Regions from separate parts of the Mus musculus genome. Here regions 1 and 2 are each linked to region 3. Evidence: chromatin contacts called from public HiChIP or PLAC-seq data. All regions are on one chromosome and are shown on one strand. Each heading gives the region's core, a stretch centred on a gene start, on an enhancer-like site or on the middle of the called end of the contact. The rest is flanking DNA. Distances are from core to core; before and after follow the strand shown. Region 1 overlaps Cdk17 (cyclin-dependent kinase 17). Region 2 overlaps Gm32468 (predicted gene, 32468). Region 3 overlaps Gm17745 (predicted gene, 17745).

Region 1 (4,214 bases), core at 1,073-3,572, 160 kb before region 3:
GTCAAAAGGTGCCTTGGCTAGGGCCAGGCCTTCATATCCATTTCCCCTCTCAGGCTGGGATTTGGTCTAGCTTGGAATTAACACCTTACTCTCATGGTAGCTGTAATATGTCCTTTAAAATATGTAATTATATAATATTGCGTAATTTTTCTTATTAAAATTAGGCCCTCTTTAATTTCTTACTGTTAGAGTTTAGGGGTGATTAAATCTATTCTTAAAAGATGCTTTTTTTTTTTTTTTTGAGACAGTGTCTCACTTTGTAGCTTTGGCTGGCTTAGATCTCACTGTGCATTTTAAATTATGCTTACCTGTGTGTGTTGGCTTGTAGGTATGTGAACAGGAGTATAGGAGCCTGCAGAGGCTGGAGATGTCAGATCTCTTAGAGCCACCAGACAGAGGCGCTAGGAATTGAACTCAGGCCACTGAGTGATTTCTCCAGTCCCTTACGAGGTAATTAAAAGGATAGGTGATTGGCTAGATTTCATAGGATGTGCTTACAACATTATAATCATAAGCAGTCTCATCAGCTTTGTAGACTGACATACTTTCGCTTGCTTTAATGTGATATATACTCTAAGAACATTTATGCTGATTAGGAAATAGACTATAGCGAATTTAGACATTGCTCAGTGAACGGGGCCTGGTATCATAGGCTGGTATTACCAGCTATTAAGGAGGCTGAAGCAGGAGGATCACAAGTTCAAAGCCTACCTAGGTTTATAGAAGGACGGCAAGGCCAGCCTGGACAATTTATTAAGACTCTGTCTTAAAATAACAAGAGAGCTGGAGATGGATAGCCTAGTGCCTACCTAAAGTATACAAGTGCCGCCGCTACCTACCGGGATCTGGGAGAATGAAGCCAGTCAGTGAGGCGGACTAAAGTCTCATGCGCTGGCCAACTTTATTCAGAGCCTCAGACAAATCTATAGTCGTAGGGTTAAGAAGGGTCACCTGGGGGCTGGAGAGATGGCTCAGCAGTTGAGAACACTGACTGCTCTTCCAAAGGACCTGAGTTCAAATCCCAGCAACCACATGGTGGCTCACAATCATTATAACGAGATCTGACACCCTCTTCTGGTGTGTCTGAAGACAGCTACAATGTACTTACATATAATAAATAAATATATATATTAATATAAAAAGAAAGAGAGAGAGTATATAAAAAGAAAGAGAGAGAGAGAAAGAGAAAGAAAGAAAAGGGAAGGGCCATCTGAGTAAAGTTCTCTCGTTGTCAAGCTGTAAACAATCACAAGGACAAGCCGCATGTGGCAAAGTAAGGGATAATATAAACACTTAATTGACTAACAACAGCAAGCAATAATGAGGGATCTGAAATAAACTCAGTCCTATCAGACCTGGAGGAGCATGAAAACGCATTCTAAGCACTCAGAACTCTTCTCAGACAACTCAATTCCTAGACTGTGTTCCAACATAGAAGGCCCCAGATTTGACAAAAAGGTACCAGTACTACCAAAAAAATGTATAGACAGACATGTACATATCATGAGAAACGGTCTGGTTGACAACCTGATACTTTTTTTGGTTGAGTAGCTAGAGGATTTATTTTTAAATGTTTCCATCCTTAAGTAGTTTATGATATTGCAAAAGCTTTCATTTATAAAGCCCATTTAAATCTTGATGAATAAATCAGTCCAGAAGACCAATCTTTGGATTTGAAGATTGGTTAGAAACAGCTTTAGAGAAGTGGGTTTTCAATGTTTTATTTATTGATTGATTGATTGTTTTGTTGTTAGTTGGGGACTTTATACTCTTAAACCATTTTTAAAATTTTTACTAATTAAAAAATTCGTTTAAAAATTTCATGAACTATATTTTCCCTCCCCCAACTCTTTTCCAGATCCTACCTACCTCCTCCCACTTCATAACCTTTCTGTTTCTAAAAATAAAAAACAAAAAAGTCCCCCCAACGCACAAAAGCAAAGCAAAGCAAAAAAAAAAAAAAAAAAAAAAAAAAGGCAGAGTTCCTTTGTATTGGCTGGCTATTGCTGAACTCGCCCCTTGCCCTGGGATGCGGTTGGTATGCCCAACATCAACTTCTATTGAAGGAAGCTGATTTCCCCTCTCCCTGAAAGTATCAAGTGTAAGTAGCCATCAAATTCTTACATTATCATGAAAATTGCTTGACACCCCCCCCCCCCACACACACACACACAAAGATTTCCTAGTCTGTTCTTTGGAAGTTTTGGTTTAGAGCAGTGGTTCTCAGCCTGTGGGTCCTGACCCCTCTCCAGGTTGTTTGATCCTTTCAACAAGGGTTACCTAAGACCATAGAAAACACAGACATTTCCGTTATGATTCATAATAGTAGCAAATTATAGTTATGAAGTAGCCTGGCTTTTATGGTTGGGGTGACCACAACGTGAGGAACTGTATTAAAGAGTTGAAGCCTTAGGAACGTTGAGAACCACTGACTTAGAGCAAAATGACTCCGGCTGGACCTTGGGTTGTACATGCATACGGCCTTCTCTTCCTTTACTAGACATTCACTAGATTCTACTTTTGGAATTGACTGTCACTGAGTAAATACATTTCGTTCTGTATAAACTGTTTGGGTGTGGTAAAGTCTCCTAGCTGTCACTATAATTAGTCTCAGTCACAGTCTTTGACTTGGGATGTATTTCCTTGTGTAAAATGGGAAGGGCAATAGCAACCTGTGGCAGTAATTAAAGTAATGCACATTTGTACCATATCTCTCTGGCAATAATACTACCTGAAATATGTTACATTTTGTCACATGTATTTTGGGCTATGTGATGGCTGTCCTTGGTTGTCAACTTGACTACACATACAACCAAAACCCCCAAATGGAGGGAATACCTGTGAGGGATTTTTGCTTAATTTGAAGTAGGAAGATCCGCTTTGAGGCAGGAAGACACCCTTCAATCTGGGCCACGCCTTCTGCTGGAAGCTTATACGAAGCCAGGGAAGAAGAAAGCTCTGGCTGCTCCCTCTCACATGGACAGCAAGTCCATCCCTTCACTGGCATTAGCGCCCACTTATTTGGGATTCCAGCTGAGACATCCAGCTTCATGAACAGAGCAAGTAGTGGATTTTTGGACTTTTTGTTCATAATCAGTCATTGTTGGTCTTCCTAAACAGCAGCCTGTAAGGCATCCTAATAAATCCCTTTTCTATATGTAGAGAGAGAGATTATGTCTGTAAGTTCAGTTTTTCTAGAGACCCCTGACTAATACATGATAATTTGGTTACATTTACAAAATATACTAAGCAGTGACTACTCTGTGTGTCTTGCTTACAAGTTACTTCAGGAGAGTGATTTTTGTTCTGTTTTATTTAACGTTATATCCCTCTTTTGCATTTTTGTCTAGTACTTATATAATCCTTCCAGCAAATATCTCTCATCTCCAAGGTGCTCAGAGTATATGGCTAATGATTAGAACAGTTAGGAAGTTGTACTGTGTAGATGCATTTGAGGCTGACTTCAGAGTATAAGGAATACTCGTTCTAAGTAAAAATAAACTTGGAAAAAAAGCAAAGAAACCAGCTGGTGCATTCTTTTCTGCTAATTTTTATATTTATTGACTTTTAAATTTAGTTCATTATTTATTTATTTTTTAAATTTATTTATTTTATTTATATGAGTACACTGTAGCTATCTTCAGAGGGCATCAGATCCTATTACAGATGGTTGTGAGCCACCATGTGATTGCTGGGAATTGACCTCAGACCCTCTGGAAGAGCAGCCATGCCCTTAACCACTGAGCCATCTCTCCAGTCTGACTTTTTCATCTTTTTGAGACAGTCTCTTGCTATATTATATACCCGTCTTACCTGGAAGTCACTATGAGACCAGGCTGTCCTTGAACTTACAGAGAGCTACCTGCTTCTGTCTCTCATGTGCCACCACCATGCATGAACTGTGCTGAGTTTTAGAACTCCTAACAGAAAGAGGTTAGGAAGGGCCCAGCCAGTGCATGCTTGTTCATTGAGCAAAGGTATGTGTTTATTCTATTCTGTGCTGGATCATACTGTGTATGGACAAGCATTTTTAAAATCTCTTGGCCTTCAAACGGCTTCTCAGCTAACTTGTTGTAACTTGCTCTAGGCTTTTAACTCTTTACTTGGTAAGTGTCTTATGTATAAAATGAGGATAATTTTAAAAATGTTAACCATTAATGGTCGAATGAATTAATATATATAAATGTCTCAAACATTCTGGGATGTAATACCAC
Region 2 (4,327 bases), core at 732-3,231, 250 kb before region 3:
ACTCCGCACCTGAGTGGCATGAAGACCCTAAAACCTTCAGTTAGTCCTCTGTGACTCGACTTTCTTGTCTGTAAGCTGTGGGTAACAAGAAATCCACCAGAGAGGTGGATCTCAATTACTTCTCTACTGCTGTGATGAAACACCATGACCAAAGCAACCTGACGGGAAAGGGTTCACTTGGCTTACACGTCCATCCCATAGTCAGTCACTGGAAGGAGTCAGGGCAGGAACCTGGAGGCAGGAGCTGATGCAGAGGCCACGGAAGGATGCTGCTTACTGTCTTGCTCACATGGCTCACTTAGCCTGCTTTCTTCTATAACTCAGGACCACCACCCCAGGGATGGCTCCACCCACCATGGGATGTGAAACTCCCAAACCCTTTAGTTAATTAATAAAATACTTAACAGCTGAATTTTTTAAATTTTATTTATGTATTATTTATATGAGTATACTGTTGCTGTCCTCGGACACACCAGAAGAGGGCATCAGACCCCATTACAGATGGTTGTGAACCACCATGTGGTTGCTAGGAATTGAACTCAGGACCTTTGAACGAGCAGCTGCAGCTGTTAACCACTAGCCCAGAGTTCCAAAGTCCTTCTGAAATCCTCCAAAACACATGGTCAAGTTTGTCACAGCAATGCCTCAGAATCTTGCAACCGATTTATCTTATTTACTTTTCTACTCCTGAGATGAAGCACCAGGACCAAAAGCAACTTGGGAAGGAAAGGGTGGGGAAGTCTTACAGCTCCGAGAGGAAAGGTATCCATCCAGGCAGTTGGGAGCCAAGGAATGCCATAAAGTCACACTACTAAAGAGGAGAAGCAGCAAAGAACAGAGCAGGAGGCAAACTTTATATAGGATTTCTTGAGGGGCAGATCTTTCCATGGTGGCCTGGGATTGGTGTGATTCTGTGGCCTTATTTTTTTCCCCTCTATAGTGTGGAGCTTGGGCAATTGCATCTCAGGGGGTTGGAAACAGGCTTTAGAGCAGTTAGAGTCGTCTTGGGGATGGGGTCTGGCCACTTGCATGCCTCTACGGGCTTACGAAGGGTTTATTTGGCTTCTACTTCTAATCATAGTCCAACACTGAAAGATATAATTGGCAGGAATTCAAAACAGGCTGGAATCTGGAGGTAGGAGCTGATGCAACGTTCATGGAAGAAGACTGCTTACTGGTTTGCTCATTATGGTTCGCTCAGCCTGCTTTCTTACTAGGACCACCAACCAGCCCAGAGATGGCACCACCCACAATGGGCTGAGCACGCCTCAATAAATCACCAATCGTTAATTAAGAAAACACCCTACAGCCAAATCTAATGGAGTCATTTTCTCAATTGAGATTTCCAGGTTTTTGTTTTGGGTTTTGGTTTTTGTTTTTGTTTTTCTTTTTGTTTTTTTTTTGTTTTGTTTTGTTGTTTTTTCCTTTTTCTTTTTCAGATGACTCTAGCTTGTGTCAACTTGACCTAAGACATAGCCAGCACAAGTTGGATGCAAGAATTAAGTTAACTGAAACAACTGGACTACATAAAGGGGTGTTTGGCACAAAGCAAGCACTAAATAAGAAAGAGAACAGGAAAATGAAAACAAACTGGGTGTGGTTGTGCACACCTGTAATCTCGGCACGAGGAAAGCTGAGATGTGATGACTCCCAGGCTAGCCTGGGCTACACATAAAACCCTATAGAAGGAGGGAAGGGGATGAAAGAGTGAAAAGGCAGAGAGTTGGGGGCAGCAGGGAGATGGGGAAGAAAAGCAGTTTCAAAATAAATAACAAGCTTAGGTTAACCCTTTCATGACTTTGAAACTTTCCCCATGATCCAGACAATCTCCAAGCTTTATATCTCAGACTTCTGGTTGTCACAAATCTACATCTCCTGTGTGTTTAAAGGACAAATAAAGACTGACACTACACTATCCAAACCCAGTCACACCTTTACCTCCTGGGGCCTCCCAGTGGCTGGAAGTACAAGGCCACAGACATTGCACTCTCCAGAATTGTTTGGCATCTGTGGAACCCCAGCCAAGTTACACACCGCTCTGTGCCTGAGCTTACTCATCAGAGAAAGGGACGGCGGCGATTAGACACAAGCCTGCTTGCCTCCAGGTCCTCCGCCCATCTCCCTGAGTTTCCTGTTGTCACTAATGAGAACTGCAGAGAAATTTAAGTGGTTGTTTGTTTGTTTGTTTGTTTTAAATAGAGAAGTGGTGTTCTCTTCCTGTTCACAAGAACCTTGGGCAGTACTTCCTTAGCCCAGCCTCCCCTGTGACACCGGACACTGCCATATTGGGCAAACCCTTTGCATTTCAGCTTTGAGAGTGTGACTCACGGTTCCTTTTGTTTCTCTGGCATGTTAACATCCTGGATGAATAGGCCACCTCACTGTCTTCTAGTTAGCTTTATAACCCTCAATTATGCATCAAATTCCTTTTCTGATACTTAAGATACCTTATTGATATCTTAGTGCTCTCTCTCTCTCTCTCTCTCTGCCTCTGTGTGTGTGTGTGTGTGTGTGTGTGTGTGTGTGTGTGTGTGTGTGTGTGTGTGTGTGTGTGATCTCAAATGTGAAATGGCTGGGATTGGTGGTCACACCTGTGACCTTGGTTCTTGGGAGGTAGAGACAGAAAGCCAGGGAGTTAAAGAGCATCCCCAACTGCATAGCAAGTTCAAGGCTAGCCTGGGCTACATGAAACAAACAAACAAACAAATACTGGGAAAATGTATAGATGGCAAGTTAGGACCCAAAGCACAGCCTCATATAGACTAGACGGAATTCTAAAGGCCCACCAATGAGAACAAACAGAAAGAAAGAAAAACCACTCCTGTCTAAAAAAGGAACTATTTAAGGGCATATTAGCAAGATTATAAATACACAGAAGGAAGCCAGTCTACTCCATGTGACACCAGAGAAGCAGCTATAACTCTCATGTTCAACCCCACCAGTAAAGGCCAAATGAGAACCTGGGCTCCCTGCCCCCAAACCAGGACATGTCCGGTACTGTGGCAGTAGTTAGTTAACCCACTCTGTGCTCCAGACGGGTTGCAAATGTACCCGTCCAAGAGCTGTCTGGATTCATGAATGAAAGACACACACACACAACCACACACACACACCACTTAATTTTAAATATATGCTGCCTTGACTAGTTCAAAGGTTGGGCAATTCTACTCTCCACCCCCACCCCCAACCCCAACCCCCTCACCCCCACCCCTCTGGCTAACTAGCACACATTTCCCTCTGGCACTCCTGGCTTAACGCCCTCTAATTCTATATTTTATCTTTGTTGCCCTGGCTCCTTCTGGGTGGCTTCCTAGTCTTTGCTGCCCAAGACGTTTCTGGGCAGCCCTTCGTGGGACCACATTCCTTCTCACCTACGTTTGGGGTAATTTTCCTTCTGCAGCTCTAAATCTGGTTTCCCTCCGAATCTTGGTGATCCTCCTTCCTCTCTTCAAAGCATTAGAACAAATTCCTACCACAGTTCCTAACCGGCCTCCACATAGGACTTAGTGAGGAATCGCCCCGACCATCCTCACTGGAGGGTAATAAGACCATCTCCCGTTGGGGGATGGTTTTGTGCACTCTGTGTTTAAGTGTTGGTCTCTGGGCCCAGAGATCGGGTTGCAATCTACATCTTGGCATTTTCATGAAGCATCTCCTGTCTCAATGTTGTATACAAATTGTTCTCTGACACCTCAGACTGGTTAATAAAACAGATCAGCCTATAGCTGGGCAGGAGAGATAAGGAGGGATTTTGGATCCCGTTGAGGGAGTCCTGGGAAGAGAGAGGAAAGAGAGAGGGGTCGCCATGAGGACACAGATAGAGCAGAAGCAGCCAGGGCAGGTAGCATGGCACGTGTCTGGGAAAGGGCCAGCATAGTTGGGTTAGAATATCTGTCTAGCTATAGAAGCTTATTCATAAATATACTAGATCTCTGTGTCATTATTCATGAACAAGGGCAATGTATAAAAGCCCCAGACGATGCTTTTACAGTCTCCTCCTCCTGGTTGCTGAGGGATCATTAGAGGCCTGGTGGATGATCACGATTCTCATTGTCCTGTGGTGTTAGCATGTGAGAGCTGTGTGACGAGTTACTCCTACTTCTCTAGGTCCTGTAGTATCAACACAGATCTGGTGAGACCCACGATCAATGGAAGGACCTGCTCCCTCCACTGTGTGACGCCTGGCACGAAGTTGGGGATGGTCTTTTCCTCAAACTCAGTAGAAATGGGGTAACTGGCACCCCTTTTCTCTGCCAGAGCAGTAACAGAGAGAGCTACTAAAACGGAAGATCTGAAGGCTATCCAGAGACTCATAACACTAGTCTAA
Region 3 (4,195 bases), core at 1,672-4,171:
AGAATTAATCCTAGAGACTAGATGCTCAAACTCAGAAGTTTTTATTATTGCATGCAATCTCTCATGTTTGCTTTTTACTTTAAAAAGAAATCCTGAATAGTTACATAACTTTCCTGTGTGTATTGGGGGTGGGGGGAGGGGTTCCTTTCATGGTGCACCATCCTCATAATGGCACCCTATCTCTTCCTAGACACATAGATTAGTGTAGCTCTCAGACCTCACCAGAGAGGTTTCTTTGGGAACCTCTTGGGAAGACACAAGATATTTGGAGAGTGTGTCTATAGGATATACTGACAGTGACAGGCTGTTTGCAAGGCTAGCTGTGCCATGCTTTATCGGTCTTTGCTTCGTTGAAAGGCAGAGCAGAAAACTCTTAGCTTTCTGGCCGGTCCTTGTCACTCCTGGTGACTAGTGCCAATTTGGTGGAGGCCTGGTGGTTTCTGCTGGATCATGCTACCATTACTGATTTGTGTTTAGTGACACTTTTGAACTGGACTGTTGGTATCCTGACAGAGATTGGAATCACCCCCAAAGAACTACTTCTAAACAGATTTATATCCCCTTGTCCTATTTACCATTTTTTTCTCCCCTATCTTTGTGTGGGTTAAAATGGGTCCCATGTCCAGCCCAGGGCTCAGGCCATTGGGCAAGGCAGGACTGCATACACCCCACTCCACCGCCAGGAAGGTGTTGGGCTGTAAGAGGCCACAAGACCCTGCTGAAGGTAGGAAATCATAGTCTGAGGTCCCTGCAGAACTGCCAGAATTGGCTCAGGGTCCCCGGGTCTGCACGGAGGCCGAGTACGACAGGTTCTCAGGCTCTTGGACACCCCAGATGCTGCTGGATGACGTGGAAGAGCTGGGGGGAGGGCACCGGGCTGGCTCTAGCCCGGGACTGCTTGGCTTGCTCAGCGGAAGCCATGTCTCCAGAGGCAGAGAGGCCTCCTTGTGGGAGGTTAGATGTGGCTCTTTAGAGGAAGACCTGCTCCATTGCTCCAGCATGGTGGATCCTGATGAGAAGAGACAGTCCATGGTTTTAAGGTTTTTATTGTCATGGCAGGAAGGGGAGCTAAGAGGGTAGTAGAGGTAAAGAGAAAGGCAGAGAGAAGGAGAGAGTAGAGAATCAGAAGCCAGCCATGGCTATGTGGAGAGATAGGGGAAGGGAATGCATAGAGGGGTTTGGGGGAGCAAGGGAGGGAAAGGCAAGAGTAAGAGCAAGAGAGGGAGGAGGGGGCAAATATCCCCTTTTATAGTGGGCCAGGCCTGCCTGGCTGTTGCCAGGTAACTGTGGGGGTGGAGTCCAGACAGAATACCAGAGACTTGAGGCATTGCCCTACATGACTGATGGCCACAGAATTATGGAGCTGGGGCCTAGTGTCAGGAGCTCAGTGTGTAGGAGCATGGCAAATGGGCCTTCTGTCCCTTGCAGGAACACCTGCTGGGTCTCCAGGGTTTAAACCTAGCTCACCCAGAAAACAGGCTGCCTTTCTTGGTTCCACACCTTTGGACCGTGGGCTAGAAGGGGCGTTGAAGCATTTGAGAACCCTTATTAAAGTAGGTTTTAAGAAATCTAAGCCTGTGGTGCCAGAGAAGGAGCTGAGAGTTTTACATCTTGACCACAGGGAATGGGTTGAGACCTAAAGGCAACCCCATAGTTAAAGCAATGAAAACTGACTTCTTAGCAGAGCCAGAGCCCGCCCTCTACCGTGTCAGCAAGACTGTGTTTTCTGTAAAGCTCTCAGGTCAGGTCCAGTAAGGAACTGAGAGGCACATGAGCTTCCACTACGGTAGCCTTTCTTTGGATTGAATGCTGGCTAAAATGGATGAAGCATGACTGAGGACCAAGGATTCATTACTAGGATATAGATGGTTATATGGTAAATTATGGTAGCTAGAGGTTTGTGGTTGCAGAGAAGCAGTGTAGTATAGAATGTTTCTTCCACCAGTTGGTCCAGCAGTCATTCAACCTAAATGGGGCATCTCTACTACTACTGTAAGACTTAGGGAACATTGTGGAAGAGGAGGTAGGCAGAATGGGCGATAGAGCTCAAGAACGGCAATTAGTGCTTTAAAATGCATGCTTTTAATCCCAGCATTTGGGAGGCAGAGGCAGGCAGATTTCTGAGTTAGAGGCCTGCCTGGTCTACAGAGTGAGTTCCAGGACAGCCAGGACTATACAGAGAAACCCTGTCTCTAAAAACCAAAAAAAAAGGAGCCTTATAAGGCCCCACCCTCCAGAAGAGCTCTATGTAGTTGTAAGGGAAGGGGATTGGTAATAGTCATTAATGGTGCTGCTTCTGATGCACAGGCCCAACTCAAACAGATAACCTACCTCTCATGCAGGAATCCTAATGCAGTGGGCCGCATGCACAAAGACATGAAAGGAGGAGTGGGTTGGAGAAGGAGAAGGGATTTGGCAGAATAGGGGAAGGGAATAAGAGAGAATAAAAGGCAAGACTTTGATCCAAGAAATTGCAAAAGGATAAGTAAATAATTGGATAGAAGGAAGATGTCCTCAAGGGAAGAAGGATCGCCCTATTGAACCAGACGGCTTTTGAAGAATTCCCAAACTTTGTCTTTGGCCCACACTGGCTACCACAGCATCACCTAGCTCTGCTCTCTTAATTGTCACTGGGTTTTCTAAGAATCAGTTTCATTAGTACATAATGGGATAGAAGTGAGCAGTGGGAATATTTGGCAATTGTTTTTTGTTGTTGTTTTTTTTTTCTCTCTTCCTCTTGGTGTGATCACATTTTTCTGGCCTCCTTTGGAAGGTTGACTGAGATCAAAATGGATACTTGTGGTTAATGAGTTGTCTATAGTCAAGGGTGTTGCTCACAAGCTAAAGCATGTAGTAGCCAACACAAGATCTAGGGATGTCATTTCCCCCTCTGGCATGAAATCAGCAATTCTGTAAGTGGGAATGGTGCTACCAGCCTACATACCTCAGTGACTGTTCATAAACATTGACCAGAGCCGCCACATGCCCATACCCTCCCTTTCCAACCAATGTCCAGTGAACAGGAAGCATGAACAAGAAATGAAAGTTCTATGGGGTAAAGCTGCCAGGTACAGTGGTGTGTGTGTGTGGGCGGGGGGGGGGGTATGTGCGTGTTCCCTGGCACCCAGATGCTTAAGGCAGGAGAATTTTGGATTTGAGGCTATCCTGGGCTACACATGAAGATCTTATCTCAAAGTTGACGCAAATGTGAACACACATCTACACATATGCATGACTGGAATGGGAGCTGAGTGATGGGATGCTTGCCTCCCACAAGCCAGGCCATTGATTCAATCTCCAACACCTACACCAAGAACAGCAAGAATAGCAGAGGAAACAAGCCATCAGTGTACCGTGGTTAGACACCGTTGTGCGTTCATAGGCCGGAGGTGGGGTGATCTCTCATCATAGCATGACTCAGTCTCTCCTAACCGACACAAGGTATTTTTGGCAAATTACAATAATGTAATTTAACTGTCCACAGGCAAATCTTTATGGTAACAACGTCTTTGTTCAGTGACTCATCTTACAGCCTGGTGCCAGTTAAGTCCACACAGCTCCTCAGCTTTGCTGCACAGACTCAAATCTGACCTTCTATTCCAGCTCACAGCTACAGCAAGGAAGTCCAAGGGTTATACTTTGCAACGGGGGTCCTTGAACATCAGAATGACTACTGCTTGTCTGTGTGATGTGTGACCTAGTCAGGACTTCACCCCACTGCTGTGCAGTGCACTCCTGGCACTTAGCAGAATACTCCTTAGCCATGTCCTGTATAATTGTGTATGATGGCGAGAAGAACTGGAAAGGTCTGGGTGATTCCAGAATGGTACTGAGTAGAAACTGGAAAGAAGCAAGACTCCTTGAACAGTGTGGATAAGACCAGTGATTTTTTTTTTCAGAGGAGTAACTTAATAGTCATAGAAAATATATATCACATGTCAGCCAGATGACATTTATATACAATCCTCTAAACCAGTGCTTCTCAACCTGTGGGTTGTGACCCCTTAGACAAACTTCTATCTCTAAAACATATTTAAATTATAATTCATAACAAAGGCACAGTTATGAAGTAGCAATGAAATAATTTTATGATTGGGGGTCACCACAACATAAGGAACTGTATTGAAGGGTTGTAGCATTATTGAGGCTCAGAACCACTGCCTAAATAACCCTGAGGGCTGGTACTTAACCAGTT

What was found. HiChIP or PLAC-seq counts read pairs in DNA pulled down with a chosen protein or histone mark.
Region 1: a contact with region 3 is called in a FOXA1 HiChIP or PLAC-seq map of pancreatic cancer cells. The contact joins two enhancer-like sites. A contact is called at or near these places in 1 of 484 Hi-C or Micro-C datasets (nephron progenitors), 3 of 115 datasets of contacts at active chromatin or transcription factors (CD8 T cells, embryonic stem cells and pancreatic cancer cells) and 2 of 9 other capture datasets (adipose tissue and liver).
Region 2: an HNF4G HiChIP or PLAC-seq map of pancreatic cancer cells shows a contact between it and region 3. The contact joins two enhancer-like sites. A contact is called at or near these places in 1 of 39 promoter capture datasets (the C10 cell line), 1 of 484 Hi-C or Micro-C datasets (nephron progenitors), 6 of 115 datasets of contacts at active chromatin or transcription factors (CD8 T cells, bone marrow-derived macrophages, embryonic stem cells and 2 more) and 2 of 9 other capture datasets (adipose tissue and liver).

Annotation. Positions count from the first base shown.
Region 1 is chr10:93,182,464-93,186,677 of GRCm38.p6, forward strand. All of the region lies in intron 1 of Cdk17 (cyclin-dependent kinase 17), which reads left to right. Among named protein-coding and RNA genes, the nearest start is that of Mir1931, 22 kb to the left of the region's middle. Within about 2 kb of position 2,323, at least 13 of the 459 cell types and tissues checked have an H3K27ac peak or open chromatin away from gene starts, as enhancers often do. A contact at or near this core is called in pancreatic cancer cells, where this site is marked.
Region 2 is chr10:93,093,115-93,097,441 of GRCm38.p6, forward strand. Gm32468 (predicted gene, 32468) reads left to right here. Exons shown (of 3, transcript NR_168584.1): 3 at 1-412. Among named protein-coding and RNA genes, the nearest start is that of Gm32468, 11 kb to the left of the region's middle. Within about 2 kb of position 1,982, at least 96 of the 459 cell types and tissues checked have an H3K27ac peak or open chromatin away from gene starts, as enhancers often do. A contact at or near this core is called in bone marrow-derived macrophages and pancreatic cancer cells, where this site is marked.
Region 3 is chr10:93,340,235-93,344,429 of GRCm38.p6, forward strand. All of the region lies in intron 1 of Gm17745 (predicted gene, 17745), which reads left to right. Among named protein-coding and RNA genes, the nearest start is that of Gm17745, 6.1 kb to the left of the region's middle. Within about 2 kb of position 2,922, at least 56 of the 459 cell types and tissues checked have an H3K27ac peak or open chromatin away from gene starts, as enhancers often do. A contact at or near this core is called in bone marrow-derived macrophages and pancreatic cancer cells, where this site is marked.